Linked DNA regions of Rattus norvegicus: regions 2 and 3 are each linked to region 1. Evidence: chromatin contacts called from public Hi-C data. All regions are on one chromosome and are shown on one strand. The core of a region is the stretch at or near the end of the contact, and the rest is flanking DNA. Distances in the headings are between cores, read along the strand shown. Region 1 overlaps Epb41l2 (erythrocyte membrane protein band 4.1-like 2). Region 2 overlaps Epb41l2 (erythrocyte membrane protein band 4.1-like 2). Region 3 overlaps Akap7 (A-kinase anchoring protein 7).

What was found. A called contact is a pair of places that touch in the nucleus more often than the background predicts.
Region 2: a contact with region 1 is called in a Hi-C map of Schwann cells, with 4 times the contacts expected there. The contact joins two enhancer-like sites. A contact is called at or near these places in 8 of 12 Hi-C or Micro-C datasets (the A7r5 cell line, the Rat2 cell line, Schwann cells and 4 more).
Region 3: a contact with region 1 is called in a Hi-C map of Schwann cells, with 5 times the contacts expected there. The contact joins two enhancer-like sites. A contact is called at or near these places in 11 of 12 Hi-C or Micro-C datasets (the A7r5 cell line, the Rat2 cell line, Schwann cells and 7 more) and 1 of 1 datasets of contacts at active chromatin or transcription factors (oligodendrocytes).

What each region holds. Positions count from the first base shown.
Region 1 is chr1:21,717,231-21,721,675 of GRCr8, reverse strand. Epb41l2 (erythrocyte membrane protein band 4.1-like 2) reads left to right here. Exons shown (of 18, transcript NM_001400827.1): 11 at 203-375. Among named protein-coding and RNA genes, the nearest start is that of Smlr1, 63 kb to the right of the region's middle. Within about 2 kb of position 3,150, at least 37 of the 93 cell types and tissues checked have an H3K27ac peak or open chromatin away from gene starts, as enhancers often do. A contact at or near this core is called in Schwann cells, where this site is marked.
Region 2 is chr1:21,847,719-21,852,708 of GRCr8, reverse strand. All of the region lies in intron 1 of Epb41l2 (erythrocyte membrane protein band 4.1-like 2), which reads left to right. Among named protein-coding and RNA genes, the nearest start is that of Epb41l2, 6.9 kb to the left of the region's middle. Within about 2 kb of position 1,703, at least 31 of the 93 cell types and tissues checked have an H3K27ac peak or open chromatin away from gene starts, as enhancers often do. A contact at or near this core is called in Schwann cells, where this site is marked.
Region 3 is chr1:21,932,513-21,937,339 of GRCr8, reverse strand. Akap7 (A-kinase anchoring protein 7) reads right to left here. Exons shown (of 8, transcript NM_001001801.4): 4 at 2,905-3,041. Among named protein-coding and RNA genes, the nearest start is that of Akap7, 28 kb to the right of the region's middle. Within about 2 kb of position 3,434, at least 50 of the 93 cell types and tissues checked have an H3K27ac peak or open chromatin away from gene starts, as enhancers often do. A contact at or near this core is called in Schwann cells, where this site is marked.

The DNA of each region.
Region 1 (4,445 bases), core at 1,901-4,400:
TGCTCTTTAATTCCAGCACTCGTCTCCAAAACCCAAAACGATAACACAGCACATATGTAGGAAGGGTGTTTTTATTAAAGCTATGGAGCAGTGGTTCTGACTAATCATATATGAAATGAGATCTTAAAATACATACCTGTGTTTTTGTTTTTCTTAATCCACCCGAAGACTTTGTCTTTATTTATTTTTTTCTCCTTTGTAGACTCGTGTCTCCAGAGCAGCCACCAAAGACCAAGTTCTTGACCCTGGGGTCCAAATTCCGCTACAGTGGCCGCACGCAGGCGCAGACACGAGAAGCAAGCACCCTCATAGACAGGCCGGCGCCACAGTTTGAGCGCGCCTCTAGTAAGCGCGTCTCGAGGAGCCTAGATGGAGGTAACACATTTATAATTTTGGATTCTACTCATCTTTTCTAGTCCAGTGGGGTCAGAAAACAGTGATCTAGTTAATAAGACCACCAGACACCCTTTAGGGCAGTGGTCCTCAACCTTCCTGATGCTGACACCATTTAATACAGTTTCTTCTGTTGTGGTAACCGCCACTATAAAACCAGTTTGATATAAAACCAGTTTGATGCTACTGCATCACTGATTTGCTTCTGTTATGGACTGTAATATCTGTCATGTAGGGTATCTGATATGGGACCCCACAGAGGTCACAACCCATAGGGTTGAGGACCACTGGTCTCAAGGGATAGACAGTAAAGTGTTGATGTTCTCAAATAAAACAACTTGGTGTTCAGGTTGTCACTCTGAACACACATGTTTGTTATTGTTGTTGTTTATGTATGTTGTTGGCAGCATGTATAAGTAACATGTATTTTTGTGGTTCTAAGCTATTGGATGAATGTGTGTCTCTTGGTTTTATTTGATTATGATCTCTAAGGTGACTCAATTTCTTATATTTGTTAATCGCTCACATCAGTCTGAGGGGGTTTGGGGGAATGTTTGCACATGAATTTCCCATAATTATAAAACAGTTCTCCTACTCAGATTTGAAGGTGTGCTTTCAGAAGTTTACCAAACTCACGAAATAAAAACCATTCTAGGTTTCAAAAGTATTAACTTTAAATATGGCCTTAAATAACCATAACACAAGAAATCCGTACTCAGCATGTGTCTGGGGCGAGAGTGTAGACATTAATGGTTTCTCTTAGAGTTGCGTGGAAGTCAGGGGATGTTTCTTTCTTGCGTTTGCCATATTGCTTATTAGTAAACTAGGAATTCATATGCTTCTTGTACAAAAGATGGTGGTAATGCTTTTATTAAAGTACTTTTCTTGTTATAGAGCAAAATGGTAGTTTTTAGTGACAAGAAGTAGTTTTTCAACCTTTTTCATTATACTGAATATTAATGTTAAGTAGTTTGACAAGTTAGAATTTGAAATTGCATTATTAACAAAAATCCCATTATGATTGTTGTTCCTGTACAAATTTGTATATAGCTACACAAATATGAAAATGTAAACTTGAATGGCAAGATGTTAAATAATTGGGTAAACCAGATGATTCCTAGACTACTAGTCTTTCATTAATAGAGGACTCACACAGACTAGCCTTGCTCTGTTTTCCTGGTAGAAGTCATCATTGAATAGGTGCAGGTGCACAGTTAGTTCCTGGGCTTTGCTTGTGGGTATCTTGATATATGTGATTGGTAACTGTAGGATGATGTCATACAGGTGAGGCAGGTACAAGATAGAACGAGGCCTATCATTGGACGAGAAGGAAGGATGGGTGGGAGAAAAGTTTGACAGAAGAGGAGGAGACTGGAATGGAAAGGCAGAGAAGCCGCTGAGAGAACATGGAGGTTGATGTTAAGATTCCACTCTGTACTTTTACAGATTGTTAGGAATATTCTTAAGGGATAGACGTGTACAGGGTTTTGTATGTCTAGATGGGCAATTATATCTTATCAGTTGGATCAGAGGTTATTGTGTTGTGTGTTCTTTCATGTGGCGATTTAAGTCTAAGAGAGTGTGGCAGCTGACACTAGGAATTGGGATATATATGTCTGGCATGGTGATAACCTGCCTTGGGAACTAGATGGGTAGAGAGATTGTTGCCAGACTCAGAGAGAGGCCATCAGAAGTGTGATATGGAATAGAGCAAAGCGGGTGAGAGGCTTTGCTGACTGAGATGAAGATATTTATCAGATATCTTGGGGCACTGTGGTGCCAGATCTAGTGTAGGGTAAAAGACAGCATTTTTTTTTTTTTATAATTTTACAACAACAGTTAACTTGGGAGAGTCTTCCGTAGAGTTTTAAAGAACCCCCAGAAAAATTCATGCTTCAAGCAAATGAATGTCTCTATTTCCAGATAAGACTTTCAATGTAGGGAATTGGCAGCGTCAGCCAACAGCTAAGTGTGTTCGTAAGTAGATCTGAGAAATGTGCCAATCTGAGTAGGCAACTCTCAAAAAGACGCAGTTGCCGTTGTTTCTGCCCCACAAGGAGCCTTCTGGGGACTGTTGCCAGCTTTTGTTCTAAGAAAGGAGGCTGTGGAGTTCTCATGTTGTATTAGGGCTAATGAAGACCAGTCAGCCAGGGCATCTTTGTGGTCCGTGCATTTGTTTAGGAAACACTGTATCTTGATTGAGCAGTTAACACAGAGGGAAACAGTTTTGCCAAGGAAAAGCAACAGGCGTGGCACCAATCCTTTATGTCCCCTTTGTGTTTGGACACTGATCCATCAGACGGGTAGGTCATCAAAAGGATGATTGTGTTACTGTGAGCCGTAGGCGACTTCAAGCTAGAATGGCAAGTGGATTCTGGCTGGGGCACGTGTTTCCCGGCAAAGCACAGCTGCTCTGACCCAGGCCAGAGCTGCTTCTTGAGCCCTTTTTATCAGCATTCCATTAGTGTTGCGATGTGTGTTGTGTTGAAGGTTAGAACAGGATAGAGAGGTAAATAACCTGCCTTTTAAAGTTTAGGAAAATAACTTAGTGATTGCATAAAAGGCAGCGTTTAAGGTACATAGAAGACTTAAGAGTGAAGATCACCCAGAGAGAGTAGCCATGGTAAAGCAGGAGCCTCCTCTATGCTTAGGAAGTGGGGAAGCAGGGCCAGGGATGCTGGGCTGCTTAAGCAGGGTCGTCAGGGAAGGGAAGCCTCCCTCAGGGGCCTGAAAGGATGGAAGGGAGGCAGCCATGACATGAGAGGAGAACGTAGGTCATCTCAGGCAGGGGGAGGTGCAGAGAAAAGACAGCACACTTAGGCCTTGTAGGAGAGCCTGCTGCTGCTAGGCTTGCTGGGTCCACTCTGAGGCGGCCTTTGAGGGAATCCTCAGTGTGTTGGTGTTAGCGTGTAGACAGCAGTGCTAGCTTTGAAGAATCCACTGGTCCCAGGAGAATGGGGAGAGGGGACTGAGTCAGGAAGCCCACAGACTGACTTGCAGTGGTCACATGACAGTAGCTGCTGTGTCTTCACCTTGGGTTGGAGCAGATCACTTGCTTACAGCACATTAGAATGGGAGAGTGTTTAAACGTGTGCTAGCAACATTTTGTCAACTCGGCTTTGTAATTTTTAATTTTATATTAACTCATTTCAGTATCAGCATAGCTGAAACTACCTTTAGGTGAGAATTTTTCATTTTGTAATAATTTGTGATTGCAGTGAGTGCTTAAAATTGTAAATAAGTCAAAGGGGTATGTATAATTATATGCTTCTACACTGGAAAATTAGTAAAATCTTAGCAAAAAACAAACAAAAACCAGCTCCAGGAAATAAGTAGGTATAATGTAAGATGTGAGCTCATTTTAATATTCTAACAATTTGTGTGGGTTTTGGAAAGTACGTTTATTATAGATTGGAAAAATTTTAAAGACTGAAATGGTGTAGAAATAGAGGTTAAACACACACACACACACCATGCTTAAAAATATATGCAAGGGATCATGTTCTAGAATTTGAAGTTCCTGTCTAAAGCAGATGGATTTAAGTAGAATTATCATTTGATGATAAATCAGGGCTAGGGAAGGAGCACATCGTTGTCAGAGGGCAGGCGAGGGATTACCTTGTAGAACAAAGATTGAAGGGATAGGATACCTCCGTGAACTGTAATGGCTTACTATACCACCCTCCAAACACCTTCAAGCTCTGTGGGATTTTATGTTTACTGGAATTTCTCTTGGTGCATGGAAGAAAAGCAAATCACAGGGTGTGTGTAAAGCATTTTATAAAGAGGAAAAGACCTGGGGGGAATTCCATCGTTCAGGAAGAACCTCTGGTGGAAAGACTTGTCATTTGGCTTGCTGACTCTTAAGGTGATCCATCTTTATGACAAAAACATTAGCACAGTAGGTTCCGCCTCACTGTGAGAGAGAGGAGAGCAGCACACAGTAGGTTCCGCCTCAACGTAAGAGAGAGGAGAGCAGCACAAAGTAGGTTCCGCCTCACTGTGAGAGAGGGGAGAGCAGCACACAGTAGGTTCCGCCTCACAGTGAGAGA
Region 2 (4,990 bases), core at 454-2,953, 130 kb before region 1:
AGGTTGGTTATAGCTCATGTAGAAACATCATGTAGATAATAAAGAGGACTTGCCTTAAAAAAAGTGCTGGACATAGTCCCTTGTTGTTAAGACTAGGATTGGGATCAGTGTAGGGTTTAGATGTTTCTCGTGTCTCGGACGGTAAATCATCTATACGCTATTTCCCTGGTTTGAGGACTAGCATTTATTAGAACTAGGTTTTTTTATAAGAAATGAGATGTTTTCTGAATTTTCTTTAATGTCATCTCAGATCCCAAGTCAGATCTTTATAGACTCACAGTGCCTTCACATTCTTCTGTTTTTTTCCCCTCAAATGAGCTTTGAGTTAATTTCATAAGTTCAGTGTTGCTAAAATGCTTCATTCAGATAACTGACCCTCCCTCCCACCCCCCCATTTTAGCACGTTTTTATTTAGTGCCCTCTAAGATGAACTAAAAAATGGCATATAGGCTCATCTGTCATCCAGGTATGCTCTTTAAGTCAGAATTCTGGGCCTCTGGGTGAGCTTTGGAGGGGACCCCATCAGGGTCTTACAGCCTTGCCGAGCTCACTCATTGTTGTATCACCATCTTCTACAGCATGTGTCTGTGTCTCATCAGTCTGAAGGTGTTCAGATGTCGTTTTGTTTGCTACTGTTCTTTGTTTTTTCTCCCCATTATCCAGAGAGGTTACTTTTTAAGAATATTCACACGCACTCACCTACAGCCTCTATTCTGGGGAGACTTGGTCAGAAGTGTGCTTAGACAATTTAATTTACACTCTTGGCCTGAGGTTCGAGAGCTTAGTGAGAATGTTGCTTGGGGCGTGCCTGGGCTGTGGTAAGAAGAGCCCTTCTGTGTTTGAGTCCTGTCTGAGTGAGTGAAGAAAGATGTAGTAAGGGCAGCACCGAGGAAGACAAAAGAGGAGTATGAGATTACTTGGGATCAGAAGAAGTTTCGAATTGCAGATCGAATTCAGCACTTAATCTTAAGTAATAGTTAGTGTTGTGTGAGCCAAGTGTTTGTGTAGACAAGGTTGACCTCGAACGTGGTGTGTGGCTGAGGAGGACCTGGAACATCCTATTTATGTGGAGCTGGGGATTGACCCTGGGCCACACACACTGTATAGCTGGACTGCATCCCAGACCTAGTTCTTAAATGTTGGGGATTAGGAAGTCCCAAGTCTTCAGAGACGCTGCCCCCTTCTCTTTCTGTGGTATGGTTGTACGTCGGCACTGCTGTCTCTCCTCCCCTGCCTGGCTGTTCTTAGTTCCTTTCCGTTGGGTTCTTCAGTGGATCCCCTTGTGCTGTTGTCCAGGCGAAACTCAATTCTGATAGACAACCTTAGCCACCTGCACTGTTACCTGTGAGCTTAGCGGACTGCTTTTGTTTCCTTAGACGGTTCTTGGGCAGAGCTGTATTAGAGAAGGCCACTAACATGTCCGTGCTGGTTGGTGTTGGCTAGGCTGTCATTCTGCCAGGGACCTTGGGCAAAATATTTTACAAAGCCATTTCTTTAATGGTGTGTGTGTGTGTGTGTGTGTGTGTGTGTGTGAGAGAGAGAGAGAGAGAGAGAGAGAGAGAGAGAGAGAGAGAAAATCATACTTATTTCATAAAGTGATATGAGAATTAAATGAGCCAGTGGTTCTAAAATGCTTCACGTAGTGCCTGGCGTCTGTGAGCGTTGTTTGTTCGACTATGAAAAGAGCTAGTGTGTGGCTTGTGGTAAGCACATTTTCTGCAGTCAGGAACCAGTTATCTGTGTGGAAGCAGAGTCTGATATGGGGCTGGGATTCTTTGTGCTTTGAATGCCTTTTAAAAACTATTTTTAGTACAGTATCTTTATATTTTTAAACTTTTTCGAAACTATCAACTTAATCTTGCTTCCCCGCCCTTTTTTTTAAAACAATGCACAAAGTGCCATCCATGTATGTGTTGAAGCCCTTGGGATCTGGTTCGAACAGTCTGGGGAGAGTGTAGTCTCTCTGTGGTGTTGCTAGCGGTAACAGATCCTGAGAGCGAAGTGTGCACATGCTGTCTAACAACTTCTTTTCTCTGTAGCTTGAAGCAAGGTTGCTGAAATAAGGCTCATAGTAAGTGGGTGTTTTACTGGTTGTTTAAACTCTGGCAAATGACCACTAAAACGTAACCTTTATTAGATCCAGTACCTTGTATTATGTGTGAAGTAATCCTGCAGACATATATTCCCCCAGTGTAGTGTTTAATTTTAAACTATCTGCCAGTATTATGAAACCAGAATTCTAATATAAATACTTTTATTTGGGTGGGAAGCTTGGAGGATTGCGGTACTTCTGGTTCCATTCGCCTCGACCGGAAGGGCCGTCAGCCAGACAGAGCTTGCATGCTTTTTGATAACGCCTCAGTCTCAGCTCCCCATTTCCCTTTCATGTTATCTCTAGAGCAGTTCCCAACCTTCCTAACGTTGCGACCCCTTAACACAGCTCCTCATGCTGTGGTGACCCCCAGCCACAAAATTATCTTGTTGCTACTTCCTAACTGTAATTATGCTATTGTTATGCATCGTAATGTAAATATCTGACGTTCAGGCTCTGGGGCTCTCCACCCACAGGCTAAGAAACTCTTCTCTAGACTGCTTCAGTTGCATCGTGTGAGCCAACTGTTAGATTTATTCTCCACTTATTTAACAGCAGGTGAAGGTGACAGCAGATGAGGCTATACGACCTTACAGTGAGTAGTGTGGCTTACGGTAGGACTTTCCTTCCCGTTGGGCCTTTCCCTCTATGAAGGGGCTTTTGGGTCGCCATCAGGGTCATGGTTGATCCACGTCCACTGTGCAGTAAGCCCTCAGTAATGACGTATGGAACTGTACGGTTTGGTTCTAGACTTCCTCACTCACTGGTAAGCAGTTTGCTTCATCCTCTAAAGCTTGGTTTCAGACTTCAGTAGCCCACCACCGTGCCTGATTTAGATGTTAGCTGGCGTTTTAAAGTGATGCTTTTCAGTTCATCCTTTCTGTTTCGTGTTGCACCAGCCCCTCGGTTCCGGCTGTGAAGCAGTCTGTACAGCAGTTTGCTGTGTGGTCTCAGGAAATGCAGTGTTTGGGAGAGAAGAGAGGAGGCGGAGGCTTATGTGGGGAAGCAGTGCTGCTTTACCTTTCGAATGCTGAGAAAGAACAGGGGTCACATGACTTACGAAGGCTAGAGAAGGTAGTATGTATACCATGTAGAAACGCTCACAGAACAAGCCTGACCACCGCTTGCATCTCTGGACACAGTGAACTAATTATCTGGTTACTTGGTAGTTTTGATCATTACCAGGTGTCATGGTCAAAGACCGGAGCAGCCAGAGTTCAGATTTTGAGGCAGCAGCTTGATATGGGGTTAAGTCCCATTCTCTGTATCTTCTACATTTTCAAAGCCAACTCCTTTTGAGAGGAGGTCTCACGTATCCCAGGCTCGCCACGTAGACTAGGATGAGCATGAGCCTCTGTTCCTCCTCCTGCTTCCGCCTTTCAAGCATCGAGAATCCAGGGCTTCACAAGCCACCAGCCCTGATTTATGTGGTGCTGGAGTCAAGCTTAGGACCCCATGAACTCTACCTATGGAGCTTCCGTTGCAGCCCTGGAAAAACTAAAGTGCTGTTTTAGTTGTGATTCTCATTTCATTTTCAGTTTTGGATGACAGTACACTTTTATAACGTTAATTGCAATACCATCACTTCACTGGACGTTTCTTAAAGCTACCAAGTTGTCTGTCCGCTTTAAAGTCTTGATTCCTAATTTTTTTCTTTTCAAAATCGGTTTGTATTTAAGTGCACGTTTGTGTGTGTGCCTGCCTGCTAGTGTGTTCACAGTGCTTGTGGGTGTCTTTGGAGGCCAGAAGACATTGTGAAAGTCCCCTGGAGCTTGGAGGTACAGGTGATCGTGTGCCGCCTCATTTAGTCTCTGTGATCCAAACTGAGGTGCTGTGTAAGAGCAGTAAATTCTCCCAACTGCCAAGCCATCTCTTCAGCCCCATGGTCTCTGGTGTTCTTAAGTGCCAGTTCTTTAAGTGGGAGGCTTTGCGACAGAGGCTCACTGTGTAGCCCTTACAGGCTTCAAATTTCTTTTTTCAGTTCAGTCTGGCCTCACATTCTTTTATGTAGCCCAAGTTGGCCTTGAATTTGTGATCATCTGCTTCCTGAGTCAGCTTCGAGATTAGAGGTGTATCCCCACCATTCCCAACCAGCTAAGTGTCAACTTAATCAGTGTCATTTTTAAAACATTTGTTTTATGTGTATGAATGTTTCACCTGCACGTATGTCTGTACCTCATGTGTTCTGGTCCTTGTGGAGGCCAGAAGAGGGTGTTGGATCCCCTGAACTCGAGTTACAGACACTAGTGGCCCACTCTGGGTACTGGGAATGGAACCTCTGCATGAGTAGCAAGTGCTCTGAGACATTAATCTTTCTAGTCCTTCAAGGTCAAATTTTGTATGAAGATCGGTTAAGATTGGTACATACACTTTGTCTTTATGGCCTTTAGTTATCTATTTCTTATTATTTCTTTCAGTGTATTTTGTTGAAGAAGCATAATTGATTGTCATGTGTGCTAAGCACAGTGTGGGTTTTGTTTTCTCATCCCTGTGGTGTAGGTAACGTATTCCTGTTCCCTTTGATCTGTAATTAGATCTAGGAAAATGGCCCCGTTCGTTCCCCCTCTTTCCTATTTCTGTGAGATTGTTCCATAGGTATAGGCTTTTATTTAATACCTTTTATTCAATTTTGATTTTACCTTCGTTTTGTATGTGGGTTTATGTTTACGCGTGTAGGCTTGCGCGTACCACGGAGCACTGTGGAGGTTTGAGGACAGCTGGTGGCACAGCTTGTGGGTTTCAGGGTTGAACCCAGACCCTCAGGCTTGGTTGCAAGCACCTTTACCACTGAGCCATAGTCCAGGTCTGTGGCCCTCAAGCTTTTGGTACTGTCCCAGCACAGATGGGTTCAATTCAGTCTTAGGGGCTGCCTTCTTTCTGTGTGTACATAATCAAGGG
Region 3 (4,827 bases), core at 2,185-4,684, 220 kb before region 1:
AAATTTGAGTTTGAGGCTAACTTGGGCCACAGTAGTAGACTACGAGAAGACCTTGACTCAAAATAAACAAATAATAAATTGCTAACCAAGAAAACATTACCAGAATAACTCAAAATGCTGTGTCCAGAGCTCAGCTGTAGAGCACCTGCTTACCAGGCATGAAGTCCTACCTAGACTCAATCTCCAGTACCTCCAGGGGACAGAAAACTACAACTACATTTTTACTAATTTTTTTTTTAACTAATGATATATCCCAAACCAACCTACCACGCACAAGAACTTTGTCAGGTTGTGAGGAGTGTTCTAAACATCTGTTTGTTTTTGCTTCCAGGAGTGGGGTTTGAGGCAGGTTCTCCTGTATCGAAGGATGGCTCTGAACTTGTGGCCACCCTTCTACCACTTCCCAGATGACAGGCGCGTACCGTGCCCAGTATCAAACCCAGGCTGTGTCTGACAGAGCAGACAAGCACTCTACCAACTTCAGCCCAAGTCCTAAATTAATAAAAAAAAAAAAGAAAGAAAGAAAGAAAAACAAGGACCTACTATTGTTTGCAATGCATTCCACTAAAACTTAAATGGGCATTCCATCTCAAAATACAACACTCTTTATGATACGATTTTTTTTTCATAACTGGATTCAAATAAAGTGTAAGTTTAACTGTTTAACAAGCTAAGTGCTTGTTAGAGAGGTTTAGCCCATGTTCAACTTATGGCCACTTAGTGTTTCAAGTCTCCATTGTTCTTCACACTTCCAGTCAGATACTATCAAATTTTGCACGGTCTGAAACTTAGGGTCAATCACTTTCATCTTGGAAAGATGGCTGCACCTTATCATGAGAAAAAATTAAACTCTCACTAGAGGGCAGCAATTACTTAAAAAAGAAATGAACACGGGCAGCGGTTTAGAGAGGATTTCCAAACTCTCTTCTAACAATCCTGTCGTTGGATCATCGTGTTCACCAGATAAATATGTAAAATATGAGTTTTTGTAGTGTTTTCGTACTGCTAAATTAATCTTCACACCCAAGCTCTGAAGGAGCCCATTCACGCACGTCAGCCATGCATGCACGGCAGCCATGCTGTAGAGACAACATGATGCTTAGAACTGCTTTAGATGTTAGCATTTCTCCCTGCTCCTCCACATTTACCTCTGAAGTCAGGTGTCTCTAATTGCATTCATGGCCATGGGACACAGAGACACTCATAATCCAATGCTGTCCTTCAGTGAATTCTGTGAGGCAACGCCCATGATCACAGAGCACTCACATACCTACAATGAACTGGATCAACTGGAGCCTCTAGTACCACAGAGGGCAGAGCTGAAGAAGTGACGCCAGCCCTTATGAGGAGCCCAGAAGATCACGTGTGGATCCCAGATATTGAAACAAGAAGCTGTAACATTGAAGTTGCCTAGGAGACCCCCAAGATGTTCAAGATGCCAGAGCCATGGGCTATCTGCTGAGGAAAGCTGCTAACGGAGTGGAACCAGCCCAGGAGAACGAAGTTTGTTGCAGTCAACAAAGACGAAAAAGGAGCTGGAATCTGAAGACGCTTTGACATCAGACATGGAGATGCAGAGTTTGGAGTTTGCCCAGCTGGTTCCCCGTCTTGCTTTGGGTGTTATAGTTAAGTGATTGGATGAATGTCAGAAGAGATTTTGAACTTTGGACTTTTAACAGTGTTGAGACTGCTATAGACTGTGGGGGGAGGGGTTTAAGTTGGATTACATGTATTTTTTCTTATGGGAAAGTATGGCCCCCAGAGGCTCATGTGTTTGAACAAGCCTATGGGGGCCAGGGAGTAGAATGTGATGGTTTGTATATGCTTGGTCCAGGGAGTGGCACTATAGGAGGTGTGGCCTTGCTGAAGTAGGTATGTCACTGTGGGTGCGGGCTTTAAGACCCTCATCCTAGCTGCCTGGAAATCAGTCTTCCACTAGCAGCCTTCAGATGAAGATGTAGAACTCTCAGCTCCTCCTGCACCATGCCTGCCTGGATGCTGCCATGTTCTCACCTTGATGATGGACTGAATCTCTGAACCTGTAAGCCAGCCCCAATTAAATGTTGTCTTTTATAAGACTTGCATTGGTCACTGTGTCTGTTCACAGCAGTAAAACCCTAACTAAGACACCAACTCCAGCCTTTTCTTCATTCCCCTGGGAGCCATATGGGCCCAGGCAGAAGTGGGAATAATCTTCTGTTCATCCTGGCTTTGGTTTTCCAAAGAGTCCAAGCTTGAACTTAAGACATCGAACACCACAGAAGACAGCAAGGAATTCTCCACTCCAATAATTAGTGACTTATAGTCAACCTTTATGCAATGTGACACAGGAGACCTGGGATGGAACAGCCTGGCCCTGAGAATGACTGGGGCAAACTGAACCAGACCTGTCTACCCCACCCCAGAAAAATAACAGCCGTGATGACAGACACTGGGAGCGAGAGCCTGCTGGCCACACGCTAAGGGCTCTCGCTCGTACCGACACTGCTTACGGGAACAGCAAGTGCAAGCCAGGCTCTGCCAGAGTTCCTGAATCTTCACCTGGAGTCTCTATTTAGGCTCTAGCATCAGACAGCAGAGTGTTCTAGTTAATTAACATAGGCACTAAATCTGTGTAACAAGGTAACAATGGTATCGGACCAGAGTGTAGTGGAATGTCTTAGCCTCAGAAGTCATTCAACTGAGGCCAGAAGATCAGAGGTCCAAGGCCATACTTGATGAATGCCCCAAGTTTGAGGCTAGTCTACATTATATAAAATAAAGAACCCTGTCTGCATTGACTAGCAGTCATGACAATCGGGATTAAAGACTACTTCATTACATCCCCATGCCTCCTTGGGCTGGCCATGCTTGCTCACAGTGGAGTAATAACGTGGGAAGTTATACAGGAAAGACGATACTCACATGTTTACTTCATCTTCGTTTAATAGCTGCATCACTAGCAAGGTGATGTGAAAGGAGCCGTCGCCGACCATGGCTTTGGTCAATCGATTATCCTGTCTCAGTATCGAATTTTGCAAGACTTTAATTCCAGCTGTAATCTAATCACACACACACACAAAAAAAAAAAAAGGACAAGAGAAATTTTTTTTTCTTTTCTTTTTTTCAGAGCTGGGGACCGAACCCAGGGCCTTGCACTTGCTAAGTAAGCGCTCTACCACTGAGCTAAATCCCCAGCCCCGACAAGAGAAATTTTTAAGGAAACAAATTTAAGTCGGTAAGAAAAATAAGCGTCAAACTACCAAAACTAAAGTGGGGTCGAGACTCTGCAACTAAATAAACACGCAATTGTCTAGCTGTGGCCACACTTGCTACACAGTTAACTTGGCTGCTTGGTGTGATATATAAGCATAGAGAAGCAGAAATGTGTGTCCGTCTTGCAAGCATTGAGCACAGTACTTTCTTTGCAGACTGAGTCACTGAGTGGGAAAACTCCCTGTGGCCACACATTCTTTTAGAAATGTGTCCTTGTAATATGGATCTGACTCACTAATTATGAGCATTCCTAAGAGAAAAGCTTCATTCTTCCACGAAAGGTCAAATCAGCAGACAACATTCCATTTCTGTTAGAAGTAATATTTATTTGTTCCGCAGTGAGTGTGTTGGGTCTATTCCTTGCTGCCTGTAAGGTTCTCTAGGATAAGAGGAATTCCAATAAGAACCGATTGTTGGCTGCCATGTTTTCCTAACTTGTGAGAGGTGGGGCATAACCATGGAGACAGAGCTGAAGGCATTCAAAGTCTGAGGTATGCATTCAGGGGAGAGCCCACAGGTCAGGCTGCTCTGTCTTCCCTCTCAGTACCTGCTCTTATGGAACGGGAAGAGGGACGGTGTATCTCCCTCCTCCATTCCCTGTTAGAGCCACAGAGTCTAGTCAACCTGCAAAAGGCAGTGCAGTGGAGAGTAATCTGAAATAAAACAGCAAGCCCCAAGAAAGGCCGCAGAGAGTTCATCAAAGCCTTGGGAAAACAGAATTACCGAGAGAAAAGGAAACGCCGTGCTGGCAATAGAAGCGGCACCCAGGGAAACAAAACAGAAAAGGCAGGGATGAGGGGAGAGGGTCATGAGTTTAGCAAGCTGCTCTGATTGTGGAGTGTCTGTGTTATCCTGAACAATGGCCACATTATCCACCCATGGAATGCACTGAACAAGTCAGAAGACACTGTCCTGGGTCCTAGACTTTCTCGTTGAACCAGCCTCCAAGTCCGATGCTTAATTGGACCCATGGGTTCTCCTCCTGGTCCTTGTAGAACCCACTCTGAGTAAGAAGTTTGTGGAGTCGCTTTGGGGAAAATCTCCCATCCCTGGTATCCTGACCTCCTTCCCTATGGTCTGCCTTCAACTGTGGTTCTACCAAAGCCTTGTGTTTCCTCTTAGCAATGATCTACCCATTAACCTTACCACAAAGTCCTTGTTACAAAGTCCCACTGTATTTCTGTGTCGGAATTAAGCCCATCTCACTCAGTAAGACTGTTTCCTACCTCTATATCCTACCCCTATCTCCATGAACCCTGGTAAAGTGAAAACAATCGGGCCTTAAATTGTCCAAGGAAGGAGCTGGAGAGGTGGCTCAGCAGTTAAAGGCACTAGTTTCTTCTCCAGAGGACCCAGGTTCATGTCCCAGCACCCACATGGCAGCTCGCAACCATTTGTAACTGAAGTTCCAGGGACTCTGACACCTTCACACAGACACACGTGCAAGCAAAACACCAGTGCACGTAAATAATGTTTTTAAAACTTGTCCAAGGAGATTAAAAATTGCCTCGGCCTGGCTCAAATAGAAAAGAAATCAGCAAAATTGGACTGGAGTCGTTTCTAGTCCTTGTT